Regions from separate parts of the Mus musculus genome. Here region 1 is linked to region 2. Evidence: chromatin contacts called from public HiChIP or PLAC-seq data. All regions are on one chromosome and are shown on one strand. The core of a region is the stretch at or near the end of the contact, and the rest is flanking DNA. Distances in the headings are between cores, read along the strand shown. Region 1 has its middle 24 kb from the start of Ccl8. Region 2 has its middle 12 kb from the start of Gm31522.

Region 1 (2,871 bases), core at 355-2,854, 140 kb after region 2:
TGTTTTTTTTTTTTTTTTTTTAAAAAAAGAGCTAGCTAAGAAAACACTGGAGACCAAGCCATTAAGCACTGTTCTTCCTTGGCCTCTGCTTCAGTTTCTGCCTCAAGGTTTCTGCCTTGAATTCTTCCCCTGGATTCCCTTAATGATGGACTGTTACCTGAAAGTGTAATAGGAAATAAGCCCTTTCTGCCCTCAGTATTTTATCACAGCAGGAGAGAAGCCAACTCAAATATCTGGACACTGCAGATATGTAGAGATTGCCAACAAAAGATAGAGTAGAACTAGAAAAGAAGTCTCTCTGTTGTTTTTAAACTCATAAAAATGTCTGCTAGAAGTGAGTTTTTATAATGGTGTCATTGGATCGCCTCTAGAGACACTCCACCTTGTGCAGTGTTTTGGAGCACCAAGACCAGAATGCAGATGAGGAGGTCCCTTGCCAAGCTGACCACATGGAGATATCTTTAATACAACTGGTGTGTGTGTGTGTGTGCATTTTATTCCTTTTTATTGTCTATAGAGTTGACAATGTTAAATGCTTTTTTAACATGTTTAGATTTTCTAGATGTTCTGAGATGGATGCCTTACATATTATACAAGAAGAAATAGTAAAAGAAATCCTGTGTGTGTGTGTGTGTGTGTGTGTGTGTGTGTGTGTGTGTGTGTTCCTTTTTTTAAAAATTTCTATGAAATGTCATTTTTCAGGGAGGGAGTAGTCAAACCTGTCCTGGCTTATTTTGCCTGGGCTCTGGCTCCCAGGAGAAGGCACAGCAGAGCACTAAGCACTCATGAACCCCTGGCCCATTTTTTTCTTACTTCACTGTATATATAGTGTTTATAAAGGGCACAGGAATCCCCCACTGAAAGCAGCTGCTCACTTTGCTTACTAAAGAGTCTACACACAACAAAAACAGTAAATTAATACATTTTATATACGTGGCATTAGCATTCTAAGGAAAGACTGATTTCTGAACATTTTGAACATTTTAGCCCACTGGGGTGGTAGAGAACAGAAGGATTCCGGCTCAGGATACACATATTTTATGACATTTTCAATTTATTACCGTCATTACACATGCGCATTTTACTTCCAACTGCCATGTACATGCTGTGCCGACTGAGTCCTTGCTGGATGGAGAGGCAGTAAAATGTCACTTTGGTAGCAATTTTTTTTGCTAAAGTCCATATGAAATACTGTCTTTGGGAAATGGCACTATGAAACATTGCCCAGGAGCTGAGTGGTCCTCTCCTGCTCATTCAGCTATGGGGGACAGCATGGCAAAAGCAAAGTCCTGCTGGGCTTACTCTTGGACCCTCGGATGCTGGCTCCCTGGATGTTTAGCACATTTTGCCTTGCCGTGCGTGTAAGTAAATACAGTGGACAAATAGGTCCATGCCTTGTTAAAGCAGTTGCCAGGAGATAAAGCCGCTAGTGAAGCTAGCGCATTTTATACACTTCATGTTGAAATTCATAGGAATGCTTGTTTCTGCAAATGGTATTTTGATGCAACATTGTTGAATCATTTCTGAGCATGTGGTAGGCCTGTGCTTGTCCACTGATTTGAAGACTGAGAGAAAGCAGGAAGCAGGGGAAGGAGTGGTCACATTTGGCAGACATCTGACATTGCAACAGTTGCTACACATGTGGTTTAATTCACCGCCGCTGTGTATATAGGGAAAAGGTTTTTACATGAAATCGCCTGTCTTTCCAGACATTTAAACATGATTAATGCGTCTGAAAGTAGAAGCAGCAGAATGATCCCTTGTGTAAACAGATTTTTAAGCTCCGGAAATCCAGTGTGTGGGAATGGATTTGTTAGACTGCCTCTGAGAGCAAAGGGGGCTGTCTGTGCTTCGTATTGGGCTGAGGAAGAGGGAGGCACAGAGACTGTAAATGATTTTGCTACGATGTATCAGGAAAGCTTAGTCATCTGGATGTATTGTACACATCCTAGAAAAATGAGTCCTCATATTTATTATATGTAGACTCTAGCTATTAAAGAGGAAGCTGGTGTGTGGCAAAAGTCAAGTTAGAAAGTTAGCATCTTTTCTATGCTTTGTGTTCAAATTTGTAGGAAGGCCCTCTTCTAAAGTGGGAACTTTGGAAAGGAAACTGCAACATCGTCAGCTAAGTAAGTGCACATATCACATATGACAGAGATGATGAGGAAATGGAGAACTGATGGGTGATAGACCAGAGCATTTTCACTGGAAGACACCTACAGATGTGCCCATTGGGGTGGGGGGAGGGGGGTCTGTGGACATATCACATATGACAGAGATGATGAGGAAATGGAGAACTGATGGGTGATAGGCCAGAGCATTTTCACTGGAAGACACCTACAGATATGCCCATTGGGGTGTGTGTGTGTGGGTCTATGGGTCTGTGGGTCTGTGGGTGTTAAATCCAACAGTATTGTATATCCAGTAGACAAACCTAAGTCCTAATTTGAAACATCTCATCTTTACAGATGTTTAGAGGTATACAAAGTGCATTGAAAAGGGGGGAAATAGCATGATTTGTAGATGCCATACTGTCTGTCAGAAAGTGATGAAATCCCCTGTCTTTGAAGTACCCATCATATTTGTGCTGGTTCTGGGAGGAGCAGGGAGAGCTACACATGGCTTTCAACCAGCATGCTTTAGTAAAGCAATACTGACCATTATCCCTCACAGCTGCATTTTGTATATATGTTACTAATATGTGTATCCTGATGAGTGGGCAAGCTCAGATGCACAGCATTGAGTCTTTCTAGGTGCCAAAAGGGTTACTGGTATAGGATAAAAGTAATTAGAAATTAAGATACTGGGTACCCTATGTATAATGTTCACAGAGGAAGCTGTTCTTAAGTGATGTAAAAAGTGAAGTGCTTC
Region 2 (2,700 bases), core at 42-2,541:
GTGGCTCCAAGCCACTCGAGGGAGGGAAGAATCTGAGAGTCCATGGGAGCCATCTCTGGGAAAGATTGTTGCAAGCTGGTGTGAAGGAGAAGGATGAATGGCCCCTGTTGGGGTGGAGAGGTAGGCACCTGGGTTGCCAGCAGGTCTCCCTGTAAAGGAAGCTACACGGGTAGTCTGTGACAGCATCTTACTTTCTCTTAGGCCCTGGAAGGTCTGTGCAAGGACCACCTCCAAGATGGTCTGTAGGAGTGTCAGTTGAGGATGTTAAGGTCCCTGGACTCAGACCAAAAGAGATAGGAGTTACACTGCCTCAGGGCAAAAGCTTTCTGGGATCAATAACACTATATACGATCAATAACACTATATACGACCTTTGTATCATGGCCATAGCAGAACCTAGGTTGACTAAACATAAGAGATATTCAGCCTGAGGTCAGTGAGAACATGGAGGACTGGGAGAACCCAGTCTCTCTCTAACCCAGAGAGTGGAACATCATTCCCAGAACTGCAGCAGTGTGGAGAACTGAGTGGCAGTCTGACTTTCAGGTTTGGAAATGACAGGAAAGGATTCTTGGTGGCTGGGATGTTAAAGGTGATAAGAATCTTGGAGGTAGGGGACCTCGGAGGAATCCACCAGCGTGGCCAAGAACCTGATTCATCTGTCACCTGGAAAGGAGGGAGTTTGGGAGGGATGCCTGAGAAGGCTCAGGAGAGAGGTGGGAAGGAAGCACGTTTATCTACGTGCTTCCCTCCAGCTCTGTGGGTGTGGCTGGAGGTATGGACTACAGATCCAGTCCCCAAGTTTGCATGGCCAGGGTAGGCGCTAAAGGTTTTCCCCTGAAGACAAGCAGGATCCTGCCCTGTCTCAGGCAGCAGTGGCCTGATGGTGGCTGAGGCCAGGCATCCTTTAGAGGCAGCCCGAGCTGGTGGGGGTGTTAGAACCACGGCAGAAGGAAAGGGGGAAGGGAGAACAATGGAGTCCCATGGGAGAGACATGGAATTGGAACCAGGGGCAAAGCAGCACTGTATGTCATGAGAATTGAGGGAAAATTGTCAAGCATGTACACACACACACACACCCATTAAACACATGCATAGAGAAAACACACACACACACACACACAGAAAGAGAGAGAGAGAGAGAGAGAGAGAGAGAGAGAGAGAGAGAGAGAGAACAGAGAGAGGGTAGTTTTCTGTATTCTCAAGCTTTCAGGTTTCCAGAAGACAAGACTATCTGTGGACTCTAAGACAGGAGAGCTTATAATTGAAAGTTGTTGCGCGGTCTGGGGAGATGACTCAGTCAGTAAGTTGCTTGCCAGACAAGTATGGAGATCAGAACTTGATTCTAAGAGTCCACATAAAACCCTGCAGCCATTTAATCCCAGTCCTGAGGAAGCAGAGACAGGCGGATCCCTGGGTTTGCTGGGAAGCCAACCTAGCTAGCTCAGCATGGCTGTGATGAACACACAGAAACCGTCTCCAAAAAGCTCAGGAGCTGAGGCACTGGTCCGTGTGCTGGGATCACATAGAAGGGAAAAGGGACCATGGGCCAGTGAGACTCCTCAGTCACAGTGTGATGAGGGGAGACACTGGCATGGTATACACGTCAGGACAGGCTAGCTTCTGCTGCAGTAACAAGTGGTCCCCAGTCTCAGTGGCTGCTCTAACACTCATTTCTCTCCATTTCCACTGCAGAGGGAGGACTTAGTCTCCTGTACTCCCTTGGAGTCTTGGCATCTGAACCACCAGTTCCCATGTCAGGTCGCTTGTTCTGTTTCTACTGAGACATGGCAGTCACTCAGCTGGAGCTGATAGGCATGTGGGGGCACCTTGCAGGAGGACTCCAGCTTCTGGGAATGAGTATGTGAGGGGAGGGCTCCTTCCCCTCTCCCTCCTCCTTCACAGGTGAGAATGTGACTGGAGAAAGGAAGACAAGGTGAATTAGCACCCAGTGGAGACCAGCTGTGCCCTTTCTGCTGTTGGCTTGTGCTCCAGTCTGGCTAACTTCCTATCTCGGGCATTGAGAGCCATAGCTCTCAGGCTGGGTCTCTGCGGCTTCGTGCCAGCCTTGCATGTCCCTACAGATGTTCCATTCCTCCCCCATGCTGATATCTGGGCCTGACAGGCACAGTAACTGTGAGGAGCGGCTCTGCAGGCAGTGGGCAGAGAGGGCAGCTTCTTTCAGGGATGGGTGTGAGCTCCCAGCCTCCAACTCAAGGTCATTCCAGGTCAACCCTAGGCCCACCTCTGCTCTCCACACCACTGAATTTTTCCTCTGACCACTTAAACACTTTGTAGCTCCTGTCTTGGTATTGAACCTGGCCTCCAACTTCCCAATTCTGATTATAAGTCTAGCCTTTTTTTTTTTTTTTTTTTTTTTTTTTGGACCTATAGTCTAGGGCCTGATATTGAGCCTTCAACAATCTCTGATACCCAGCACCATAATTCTGAACTCAGTGCCTTAATGATAATAAGATCTTCCTCTAATCCCCATCCTTAACCAACCTCCCCACACTTAGCCAGCTTTTGGCTTTGAGTGCTTGGCACAAACCCTCACCACTCATCTCATTTATTAAAATTATCCCCCAGGTAGCTTCTGAGTGCCTTTAAGAATGACCCAGTATCCACTACTGCCTGGAAGTTAGCACCCACTAGCCACTGGGCTTTCTTCTCTCTATTACTATCTCCCATAGCTCTTGC

What was found. HiChIP or PLAC-seq counts read pairs in DNA pulled down with a chosen protein or histone mark.
Region 1: a contact with region 2 is called in a CTCF HiChIP or PLAC-seq map of the NIH/3T3 cell line, with 13 read pairs. The contact joins two enhancer-like sites. A contact is called at or near these places in 1 of 15 datasets of contacts at CTCF or cohesin (the NIH/3T3 cell line), 2 of 484 Hi-C or Micro-C datasets (embryonic fibroblasts and uterus) and 3 of 115 datasets of contacts at active chromatin or transcription factors (the NIH/3T3 cell line, bone marrow-derived macrophages and embryonic fibroblasts).

The regions. Positions count from the first base shown.
Region 1 is chr11:82,138,052-82,140,922 of GRCm38.p6, forward strand. No RefSeq gene overlaps it. Among named protein-coding and RNA genes, the nearest start is that of Ccl8, 24 kb to the left of the region's middle. Within about 2 kb of position 1,605, at least 59 of the 459 cell types and tissues checked have an H3K27ac peak or open chromatin away from gene starts, as enhancers often do. A contact at or near this core is called in the NIH/3T3 cell line and bone marrow-derived macrophages, where this site is marked.
Region 2 is chr11:81,997,575-82,000,274 of GRCm38.p6, forward strand. No RefSeq gene overlaps it. Among named protein-coding and RNA genes, the nearest start is that of Gm31522, 12 kb to the left of the region's middle. Within about 2 kb of position 1,292, at least 18 of the 459 cell types and tissues checked have an H3K27ac peak or open chromatin away from gene starts, as enhancers often do. A contact at or near this core is called in the NIH/3T3 cell line and bone marrow-derived macrophages, where this site is marked.